Regions from separate parts of the Danio rerio genome. Here region 2 is linked to region 1. A link is a contact called in public Hi-C data. All regions are on one chromosome and are shown on one strand. The core of a region is the stretch at or near the end of the contact, and the rest is flanking DNA. Distances in the headings are between cores, read along the strand shown.

Region 1 (6,174 bases), core at 3,289-5,788:
AATATCCTTTGCAATTTAGAAAAAAAAAAAAAAAAAGTTATGAACCAAAATTATTAGCTTGCATGGATACATGCATCAACTGCCAGTGTGTAATACGCAGTTAGGCGGTAATACGGTATACCACGGGATCTAAAAGTAGCAAAGGTGTCAGTTTCAATACAGTTTTACCATCATAAAAAACAATGCACTTATATAGGAGACAAGTATTAAATATTAAATATTATTTATTTAATGCCTACAAATGCGTATGCCTGATTATCATCACAGGACAGTGTGGAGAAGAGAGAGAGAGAGATGAGGCGGCATATTGCGCACCTAGTGACCTGCAGTTTGGCAGTATTTCCAGTTTCGATCGAACGAGAAGGGAGACAAGGTAAATACAAACTAGAAGTCTACATTCCCGCTGCTGTACCATGGGAGCAGACCAGATTTCTTGCGGTGCAGGAATGAATTTCCGAATAAATCGCGGAAGCAGTCGGTCACTCAGGTGTAATTTGAAAGGGAGCGGGGCACGCGGTCTAATAATATCGCTACCGAGCACGCATGCTGTTTTTTTTTGTATTTGTGTGTATGAGAGAGAAAGTGTAGTGATGTGCGTCTCTCTCTCTGGCTGCCTGTGTGTGCGCGTAAATGAGAGAGCATCCTGCGCAGATCTCTAATACGAACAAGACAAACAGGTAACCCCGAACCTAAGGTCGCATATACGGTATTCAGTTTCTGTTTGGTTTAGGCACAAGCCAACAGTTTGGTGACGCTTTCTGCGCCTTAACGTCACATCGTTTTTTATTATGCATGGTAACACCGGATACCGGGGTAAAATAGGGAGGAGGTTTGACGCTATCAAAATTGTCACGGCCCAAGCCTAGTATGTATATCTGGCAGAGGACTAATAACAAACAATTTTCGTCATAACATGCAATCATTAAATGCCTTTATTAAATTATAAGTTACCTGCTATTTTTACAATCATACTTATTTCACAGTAAAACCACTTTTGGGTGTGGATGACAACATTTTTGGTGTTGTTTGCACATCATTATCTAAGGCTGACAATGGCTATGTTTCCATCCAAAGATGCAAATTAAATGTGCAAAAAACAGAATTTGCAGCGGAAGGAGAAGCTGTGTGAATCTTTATTTTTAATTTAATAAAGAACTTGCACCTCAGAAGACAAATGCCAAAACACAATGAACGCATGGTGGCATTTGAAGGCTTGAGACGTGGAACACGAATGCTCTTGACTAATCTGGAGGTAAGTATTAGTATAACACTAATACTGAAATGGTTAAGGCGATTAAGAATGCATAACACCTGAAATGTTGTTTTAGTCAATGTAGTCAGGCTGCTGGTTTGACCATTTACACACATTTTTTAAGACCACACGATCTCTTATAACAAAATCACATGACTTAATGTGTATACTGGAATATGTTTGGTAAAGGTGTTTCCATTGTGGTTTATGCTCATTTTTTTCTTATCGGAAAAAAAAAAAAAAAAGTTTCTCCAACTCAGTACTGCACATATGTATTTTTATGCGCATCTTGGCATTTCTATCAACCATTTTTTAATGCGCATATCAAATTGCGCAGAAAAATAGGCAGATGGAAACATAGCTAAAGTGGCACTGAAGCAGACACCTACAATTATTTTATTTCATGATGAATTGATTAATTATTCATTAAACTAAACGGATTGATCCTGGTAATTTATGGAAACTGAATAAGCTTGGGACGATAACTGGTTTCAAGGTTTATCATGGTTTGGTCAAGTCAAGGTTTTAATACCACTAAAAATATCTGTTCTGTTCTCAAGGTATATGTAAGGTTTTTTTTTTAAAGTATTTTTATGTGTTGTAAAGAAATCTGTGTTTTTGAAACAAATGAACAGAGTAGAAGTCAATGATTTATTTTCACTATTTAGCCTGACATGTTAGCGGTTACAAAATATTATAAATTCATTCATTCATTTTCTTTTCAGCTTAGTCCCTTTATTAATCCGGGGTCGCCATAGTGGAATGAACCGCCAACTTATCCAGTACGTTTATACGCAGCGGATGCCCTTCCAGCCGCAACCCATCTCTGGGAAACATCCACACACACTCATTCACACTCATACAGTATGGACAATTTAACCTACCTAATTCATCTGTACCGCATATTTTTGGACTCTGAGGGAAAAATCGGAGCAACCAGAGAATGCCCACGTGAACGCAGGGAGAAAATGTAAACTCCACACAGAAAATTTTATAAATGTTTCTTAAAATAACGAAATTGCATTAAATGGGAAAAAAAGGTGTTTTTTTTCTTTTCAGACATTAAAAAATAATTTATTTTAGAGAAGTATTAACAATTCCACGATACCGACCCAAGCCTAAAACTGACATACCTGATTTTAACATTTAAAAAAATGCCCCAAGCAATATTATAGATACATTCATCAATAGAAATGCATTTCCTGCAGTCAATGAAGAAATCTTAAACATTAATTTGAAAGGCAGCATTTATTTAACTTATTTTTCAATGTGCTCATTTTTGCGATTGTTTTAAAACTTCCAATTAAGTCGCCTATGGGAAAAATGACTAGGAATAATAAACAACAAAGAATGGTCAAACTACTTGCTCTACAAACAAGTATTCATTTCTATACAGACAAAGCAGAATAATAGAATAAGAAAACATCAGTTTGCAACGTCAAGCAACTCTGCAAGCCGTTTTTAACATCTAAAAATAAATGGAAGTGAATGAGACCAGAAGTCTAAAGCCAAAATTAAAAAAAAAAAAAATACAATAAAAAGGTGGTTAAATGTATAAGATTTCAAAAAAGATGCAACATTAGCTACAACCAAAACAAAATCCACTTTAAAAAACTTTTTTTGAAGAAAGTAAACCAGGCCCACCAAAAAGAACCCCCAAACTTTACCAACAATCTCCAGCTCTGCCCAAGTTGACTTCTTTCCATTGGCCGCCTCCTCGCTGGACATTATCGTGTACATCCGCCTTGGGTCAGGCGGATCATATTTTTCCTTGGGCATCCCTGTAATACTGAAACACAAAACATAGATCACTTTCACTCCACAGCATGGTTATGGGGAAATGCACAGCATATGGGATGAACGTCAAACACGGGCTGTTCATGAAAGAGTGGGTGTAAGTGTGTAAAGAACAGGTGAGATGATTAGTAAAAATGACTTTAAAGGGCCTTAGCGTGTAAAAGGAGCAGAAAGGCACAAAAGCAATTCCAGGATCAATAGCTGAAGGGATTTTTCCATTACGTGGATAACAGACACACACGCCACTCAACGTCACCCCGATGCTTAAATTTGCATAAAAGCACTCAAAAAACAAGATTAAAACGGCTATTTTTGCTTGTTAGCATTCATTTTAAAAACAGGACATAAGATGACAGCTCGCTGCTGAGTCGTGTCAGAAATTAGCAACTAACGTCAGCAAGGCAATGCGCGAGGAGTTGGCATTTTAGGGGTGATTCTTATGAGAATATGGATTTAAAACCAATTGTGAGTATGAAAAACTAACGAGGCGTGGTACAGAAAGCCGACTCGTGTTACAAATCCCCAAAAACAAAAGGTGCAGCTGAGAGCATTCCGAATAAACACGCCGTGCCAGTATATTTCCATTACATAACTGCAGCGTTAATCGCTAACTAATCAGTAAACCCACAGGCAAGTTGCGAGTCGTTTTTGGTCTTTCATCATTGCTGTGCAACGCAACCCAAACAAAAACACCACTACCACCTCGTGTTTATTTCCCAGAGCCACGTTACAGAGGCAGGACTGCTAGCTGTGCGAGTTAAATCCATGCTGATAAATGCAACCTGGCTGCAAGACGCCGTAACAAGTCAATTAAGTGCACGTAACGTTAATTAGAAAACTGAGTGGCTTGGCATTGTAAAATGGCATTGTCGCACATTTGCTGAAGTGAATTAGTTTGATTGGACCCCTACAATGTGAGCGATTATAAGAGAGGCCTTTCATACATGTACACTGGTTTACTTGGATGTGCATTAGTGCTGTGTTCATTTCATGGAACATCAAAGTAAACCATAAACAAGTTTTATTGTGTTTGTGTATTTAAATTGGATTTTTGTGTTAGCTTATGTAGCTTCCCTACGGACACAGCAGGCTGCTTATATAATCAACAACACATCTTAACAGAAAATCGCATGATTGATAATTTTATCTTAGTTTTTAAAACACGTACGCACGAGTAGATCGTTGAAACGAAATAATCACATTCATATCGATCCATCATTTCCTCTATTCAGATTGAGCAAATTAGCATGTTGGCTAACTGGCTAACTGCGATTATACATTCACAAAACTACACCAATATGAACCGCGACGTATAGCAACAGGAAGGGAAACATGCTCCGTTGTTTAAACGCCACAAGATGCTTTTGAAAATGATTCAAAAGCGTGTTGGTTTTACCTGTAAGCTCATACCAGTTCACAAAGACGAGTGCGCGTTTCCTTTGTTTCTGATCCGCTGCTCTTTCTCACTGAAAGCAAACAAGCATCATGGCGGCCGTGAGAGTTTCAGGGCGCGATAAGAAGAGCTCCTCTCATTGGCTACGCCTGAAACGAGCGATCTGATTGGTTCGTCTGTCTGCTTGACGCCTTCAGGCTGTTTACGCCAGCGAGGCAGGCCAAAAACAGGAGCCACAAAAATAGGTCAATTTTGCGGATGTTGACAAGTAAAGTAAAACAAAGATGCAGTTTGATTTTAACGTGCTAAAATATATTTTAATGATAATGTTGAGTTCAAGAGGCGACAAAAACATGGTTTGTTATGAAATTACAAATTAAAATATTTCAAAATATGTAGTCAACTTACATTTATATTATATTGTATTATATTAGAATAGTATTTTGTTATTGCATGATTTTAGTGTGTTCATGATTGATTTCCCTAGCAACGAGATTCCAAAGGGCTTCTTGTTTTTATATATATAATTATATTTTTTTTCAAGCGTTGATGCACTGCAGTTTTATTCGATAAACACTGGATGGCATCATAGAGCTGTGCATGATCACATAGAATAGGGCAAACTTGGTCCTGGAGGGCCGGTGCCCTGCACAGTATAGCTCCAACTCTAATCAAACACATCTGCTTATAGATTTCTAGTGATCTTGAAGACACTGATTAGTTTGTTCAGGTGTGTTTGACTAGTGTTGGAACAAAACTCTGCAGGGACACCAGCCCTCGAGGATCTCGAAATCTGGGGGGCCCAACAAATATATTTATGTTTCTTGATTAATTAAATAAAAAAAATTCTATCATGTTTTGTATGGGGTCCAACAAAAAAAATCCCCCACTCAAATTATGCACTGTAAAAAAGCTGGGTTCCACACAGTGGACCATTTTTTACAAGATATTAATTATGCAGATTTCCTACAGGATTGTCAGCTCATTTTTCTGTAGGAAAAACTGCATGAATTTTATGAAGGAAATAAAATTTATGGAGGAATTATTTCCACAGAAGTTACAATCCGACAGGTCTATTACAGTTCCAGCAGGATTATTGTGCAGTATAGATATGAAGTTGGAGAAATTTCACAATGAAACAATGTATTTTTACAAATAATTTATCACAATTATTAAAATTTAAGAAAAAAAAAAAAGACTAAAGCAGTGTCCAGTTCATAGCAGGTGGCGTTTACTCCGATTTCCTAACAAAAAAATGAAGAAAAATTTCCTTTGAGGGGTAAAGTTGGTGTAGGGCAGAAAACAGTCTGGACATTATAAAGCCATTACAGCTATGGAGAATCCTTGTAAACAACCAATACATCCTTTTCACGAGACTGTTATGATGTGTTTAACAGTCATCATAATTTAAAAATCCTTGACAGTTTTTAATATTTGGATTTTTAAAATCATATGAACATTTATATGTAGTTATGAATGTATTATATCATCTTTGATACAGCATCTATGGGGCTGAGAGTAAATTTGATGTTATTCATTCTCTAGCTGAGGTCTCACACAATTTTTTTCTTGTTTCTGAAAGTCATGAAATTTTTATTATTTCAGCAAATAGGGTTGTAAAAAAATATTTGTTGTACTCTTCCGTTCACTGCGCTCCAAGTTTACCTAATGAAGAAGTCCACTGATAAACCCAGAAATGTGAAAATAATCTATTCCTTCATGTTGTCCCAAC
Region 2 (6,064 bases), core at 2,814-5,313, 660 kb after region 1:
GTTCACTAATCTATCATTAGCTTGAGTTTTGTTGCATTGAATGTTTGAAGTGGTTCAACTAAAATATTGTAGCACCATTTTGTTATTCAAAAGCTATATGTGATTTGCTTTAGCCTTCTAAGCTCTGGTACCGGGTCAGTGATGTCATTTACTTCCACACTCTTAAATTTAATGGTCCTTACTGGCTCAATACCCCCTAAGTGGTTCCGTTCTCTGTTAACGTAGTATAGATTATGATAGAGATGTTTTTTTTTCCTATTTTTTACTGACATGTGCAGTAACCAATCAAATAAATACAGCAACCCAGACCACACAGAACTTAAAGGTACACTTTCAAATTTGAGTTTACAGAAAAAGTGCCTCTTTTGGAGTGGTTTATTGTAACATAGATAACATGTACAATTATTTTAATCACTTTTAACTGTTTTTTTGAAAATTTCAAAGGTTTTTTTTTTTAAATGATACCACATCTCTGCATTTCGATTTGGGAACCTTTTGAATTTGGGTTGACGAAAATCCAGGCGGAAACCCCAAAATAGCACTTGACTTTAAGATGTTACAGTGGTCATAATTTCATACACCCAATACACATACTTCGGCTGCCGAGCTTTAGGGCTTTTCAGAGTAGTTCATAAATTTTTTTTTTTTACAACGCAACAGAAAAGTTTACAAACCAGAGCCATTTAGAATTGCAAAAATTCACTGCACTGGCAACCAAATGATAACATTGTAGCTTATATATGAATTAATACATGTTAAACATCTTTAACATTATTAAAAGCATGTGATGAATGACTGATGTTTGTTTGCTCAAGTTGCAGTTGTGTAATTTTTAAACATTGCTAGATATTCAAGATCAGGAAGGTAAACCATCATCTTTCAGTATAGTAATAAATGTCAAATAAAATGACATTCCAACTCATTAAAACCTAAAAGCACATAATCATCTCCTGTGGTGGTCATTGTCATGGTAGTTAATGCTGTTGTTCAATTCGTGATGTCGCAGAAATAGAAACCACTTACGCTGTGAGAATGAGAAAATCCTTTTAACCGTCACGGTGTTGTTGGGGCTCTGAGTGTGTACTGCCATTATACTTAGGATTAAGGTTTTTATCATCATTATTATTAGTGCGTTCTTATTTAGCTACTTAATCTAACCAAACAAATCATTTACTTGTCAAGTCACAACATAACATACTTGGATTTGAAGAAAATGTATTTTACAATGGTACACATTGTGCTTGATGACTTAGTGTTGCAAATAATTGAGATAAATGTTTATATACATGTGACTTAACTACAACGTGAATAAAATACTGTAAGTAATCATCTGGATAATGAAAGGCTTATTCCAAACTTTAAATAAAGTGGAAAGTTTAGTAAATGAAGGCAAAAAAAAGGTGACTTTATTGTGTTTTATGGAAATTTAAACCTAGAGTCCACATATATGGAAATTTCTTTAAAAGTATAAAAGATGATACTTAGATTTTATTCTAAATGGGTTCCAATAAGCCCAAATAGCAAAGACATAAAAAAATGCATGTAAAAAAACAGCTTGGGCCGTAAAAGGTTTTAAATACCCTATGTTCAGCTATTATGAAATTATTAAAATATTATAAAATGTTGAAATAGTATTTATTAGACAATGCATTTCCATTTTCCCCTCTGAGTATGATGGACATGTTTGCTGCATTTTATCCAATTTTTGTAGCATCTTGTGCGTTACACTTTTAGAATGGGATGCTGAAGTTAACTTGTATCACAACTTCTTACGTTTTCATAATCAACACTTTTTTTTTTCTAAGTATTTGAAAGGCCATAGGATTGGTAATTGTTTTACTTTGTAATTGTTTTATTGTTGTTTTCATAACTATGCTTTTTTTGTAACTAACCATTGGCTTTTATTTTTGTCATTGTTGTAATGGTTGCCAATGTTGTACTTTAAAATAGAATTTCTAATTTTAAAAGAATACGAGGCAAAACTGCATTCAAATGAGTCAATCTGAAAAAGCCACAAAATGCTAATCAAAAATGATTGATAATTTATAAGTAATGTATTTTCAGTTTATTACATAAATGCATAATCATTTTGAGCAGAAAGGACATTACTTCATAACCTTTGCATTGTTTTATAGTAAAGTTTTTTTTTTTTTTTTTTTTTGCATAATCATTATGAATATGAAAACTTGGACATCGGTGATATAGCAGAGTTTAGCTTCCACCATAATTAAACAACCTGATCAGTTTTTCAGGCTTGTTTGCTACTCGCAACCCTGCTTCAACTAAACTTCAGGGCTGAGCAATGTTGACCTTTTTCATTTTCGGGTAAACAGTTTTATTATCAGGTGATGTCAGCTCATTGTGGTGCTCTTTGTCTTCTGAAGTGTTTTCTTTGTTTCTTCAGAGAAACAATTTGCCGTGTGACTGGTGGGATGAAGGTGAAGGCCGACAGAGATGAGTCTTCTCCTTATGCTGCTATGTTGGCAGCTCAGGATGTGGCTCAAAAGTGCAAAGAGCTGGGCATCACTGCTCTGCACATCAAGCTGAGGGCCACTGGTGGAAACAGGTGAGGTTCCGAGACCATGTGGATTTTTTATTTATTTTGAATCAAAATGCTTAAAGGAAAGTTTGTAGGGATTATGCATGAACCTTACATGCTGTTTTTCCCCCACCTTTAGAACCAAGACTCCTGGACCAGGGGCACAGTCTGCCCTCAGGGCTCTAGCTCGTTCCGGCATGAAGATTGGTCGTATCGGTATGTTGAGTCCAGAACTCAGTGAAGCCTGGTCTCTGGTCACTTTTCATGTTTAATTGACTGGCTTTGTTGTTTGCAGAGGACGTCACCCCCATTCCATCAGACAGCACCCGCAGAAAGGGAGGTCGTCGTGGACGTCGTCTGTAATCTATTGGATATTTTTCAGAATAAAGTGTCAAATAATATTTTGCCTCCTGTCGTCTTTAACGATCATGTGATTTGCACTGGTGAAAGCTCTGGTTTGGAGTTTTGAAGTTGTTTGATTTCCTGTAAGATGATTGATCATGTCTAACCGGTTTATTGTTAATGTGAAACTTCTTCTGAAACCAAATGGACACTAGGGGAATACCAAGAAAACATCCTCATTGAGATCAAGCCTGAATTATTCATTTCCTCTTTGTAGAAAGTGTTTTGACCTTCACAAATGCTGGTGTTAAAATCTTTTTTTTTTTCTGCTGGTAATTTAGCGAATTGAATGCAAACAATTAGCAAAATATTGTATTGAGACAAAATAAAAGATAAAAATCAGACTCTAGTTTAAGGCCGCATTAAACAATGGTAAATATTGTCATCTCTTCTTTAGGGGCGTTTACACAACCCACTGCTTGATTCTGACCATTTATTTACTGCTTTTAAAGTAGCATCGCCTATTAAGCAAAACTTAAAGTAAAAAATGTACTCGCATATTTAATAGTGCTGTTTCTTTAGTAGTTTATTTCATAAAGTCATAAAGTTGTCTTGTTTCGGATTGAGCATGGTTTGCTTTGTAAAATGGAACTGAAAGGAAAAGCATCATAAAATAGGCCTCCATTCTAAACAATAGGAGAGTTTAATTTCTTTCTGCAAGTTAAAAGGCAATTCTCAGTTGAAATACTTTTTGTGAAGCTTTTTGACAGTAAAATTTTACTTGAAGCTTTGCATTTTTAGTCTTTAAACAAGTAATAAAATGTTTACATTTTCAGTGGTGATTGTGACCTTAAAGAGCATCTTTTATAATGAGTCACTGTCTATCACTTTAATGAACACCGGCGAATATCAAAGTAGCCTCTCTATTGTGTTGGAAAACTCAAAACCGAAAATGACTGACAAAAACATTGTTAAAGTTCAAGAAAGTACTTTGTAATTTTCACTCGGTATGCGTTTAGGAATAGGCGAGAGATGTGAACGAGCGCTTTCAACTCTACTGTTGTCTGACAACTGATGACGCAGCCCGCCTCATCCAATCAATAATCGCTAAAGTCGAGCTTTCTGCAGTGAGTCTCTTCACTGGACTCTCATTTCTCAAATTTTTACATCACAGTGAGTTTAGGAAAATCCCTTATCAAGATAAGTTTTTCAGACTTTTGATCAAAAATGTCTAGCGAGGGAAACGAGACACCACTAATAAGTGACCAATCTTCAGTTAACATGGGACCTCAGCCAAGGTGAGAAAGTTATTTTATATAAGATCATGTAAACAAAACATTCTACCGTTTATAATTAAATTGTGTTATGTTGTGTATAAAAAGCATTTTAGTTGATTTTAATGTCATCATAAGCAGCACATTTATATAATGTAAAATTTAAATTTTGTTAGTAATAAATAAATGTAAAAAAGATGCGTAGTGCCTTCAGATTTGCGTTCCCATACGGTAAAAAAAATCTAATATATATTTTTACCTTAAATTTTGTAACTGAAAATACATTTCTAAATGTTTTTCAAAGTCAAGAAAATAAATGTTCAACATTAAAATAGGTTGTGGATGGACACCTAAAATACCCTTGTGTAAAATTAGTTACGTAATGTTGAAAAATTGCATGTTAAACAGTTTGAAACGTTAGAAATTATCTTAAATGTTAATATATATTTTCAAAAATGTATTTGTGAAAAATAAAACTATATATATATATATATATATATATATATATATATATATATATATATATATATATATATATATATATATATATATTTGCTTATTTTAAAATGAATATTAAATAATTTTAAAATAATATAACATGATGATCTACCCACTTTCGGACACAGCGATTTTTTATAGGATGAATAAACTGATCTGTTATCTAACAGAAATAAGAATCAGGCTCTGAAGGTAGCAGGAGTGACTCTGCTGGCTGGGATACTGATCGCAGGTCAGGCCTTCACTGCTTACATGGCCTACAGTCATAAAGAGCAGCTCAACACCCTGGAGAGACGAGGAGACCGCCTGCATGAGATCAGCCGTAAATCTGGTCAGAAAACCATAGCACGCACTGTCCATTTCAATCTCATTTCAATCTTTAAGAATATAAAAATTATACTTTTAAAAATCATCCTTAAAGTCACGGTTCATTAAACATTTTCTCCCCCTTCACTTGTTCGTTTCGTTCTTCTGTTGAACACAAAAGAAGATATTTTGAAGAATGACGGAAACCTGTAGCCATTTTTTTCTGACTATGGATGTCAACGGCTGCTGGTTTCAAAACAGTTTTTGTGCTCAACAGAACAAGAGAAACTTGTCAAGGTTTGGAAACACTTTATAATGATTAAAAGATGAGTAGGCTAAATATATACATTTTTGGGTGAACTATGCCTTTAATATACTAATAAACATGTCCTCAAATGAAAGTGTAATAATAGTGACTTTATAACTGTTTTGTGCAGCCATGCGAGCCCCGCTAAAGATGCATCTCCCCATGAGCTCTCTTGCTCTGAAGTATGAGGATGACACCAAAGAGAACAAGGTAAAGCTTATTTCCTTTCTTGAAAGTGGTGTAATACTGCTTGGTGGACACATGGTGTCAGGATTGAGTTAGTAATTCAAATCAATTTTAACTAAAGAATGAAAATATACCATTTACGCTCCATGAAGTTGTTCTTAACCAGGGGTGTCCAAATTCAGTCCTGGAGGGCCAGTTTCCTACAGAGTATAGTTCCAAGCCCAAGGAGGAGGCGCACCAGGGCTAGATAATCAAGATCCTAGGCTTTCTAGAAACATCCCTGCAGGTGTGTTGAGGCCAGTTGGAGCTAAAGTCTGCAGGACACCAGCCCTCCAGGACTGAGTTTGAACACCCATGTTCTAAACCATTGAGTTTCTTTTTTTGTTGTTGAACACCAAACATAAACATAACATAATTGGATACCAGCAGCCATTGGCATTCATGGTAGAAAAAAATACTGTTTTTCAACATTCTTCAATAAATGGTGTTTAACAAAAGAAACTCAGACGGGTTTAAAACAAGTGAAGGGTGAGTAAATGATGACAGCATGTCCAAATTTAAAAACGTCAGCACATAAATCCCATCTTCTACAGTTCTGATGTATGCCAATGT

What was found. A called contact is a pair of places that touch in the nucleus more often than the background predicts.
Region 2: a Hi-C map of hematopoietic stem cells shows a contact between it and region 1, with 2.0 times the contacts expected there. The contact joins the promoter of cd74b here to the promoter of cnot6a in region 1. A contact is called at or near these places in 1 of 18 Hi-C or Micro-C datasets (hematopoietic stem cells) and 1 of 4 datasets of contacts at active chromatin or transcription factors (embryo).

Annotation. Positions count from the first base shown.
Region 1 is chr21:35,462,041-35,468,214 of GRCz12tu, forward strand. It overlaps cnot6a (CCR4-NOT transcription complex, subunit 6a), which reads right to left and starts at 4,539. Exons shown (of 12, transcript NM_212660.2): 1 at 4,446-4,539; 2 at 2,920-3,041. The coding sequence starts at 3,031. The region is part of intron 2 of LOC141380027 (a long non-coding RNA gene); the gene reads right to left.
Region 2 is chr21:36,125,793-36,131,856 of GRCz12tu, forward strand. It overlaps cd74b (CD74 molecule, major histocompatibility complex, class II invariant chain b), which reads left to right and starts at 4,064. Exons shown (of 6, transcript NM_131372.2): 1 at 4,064-4,179; 2 at 4,824-4,984; 3 at 5,397-5,476. The coding sequence starts at 4,109. It overlaps rps14 (ribosomal protein S14), which reads left to right. Exons shown (of 5, transcript NM_200026.1): 3 at 2,405-2,566; 4 at 2,679-2,755; 5 at 2,835-2,940. The coding sequence ends at 2,902.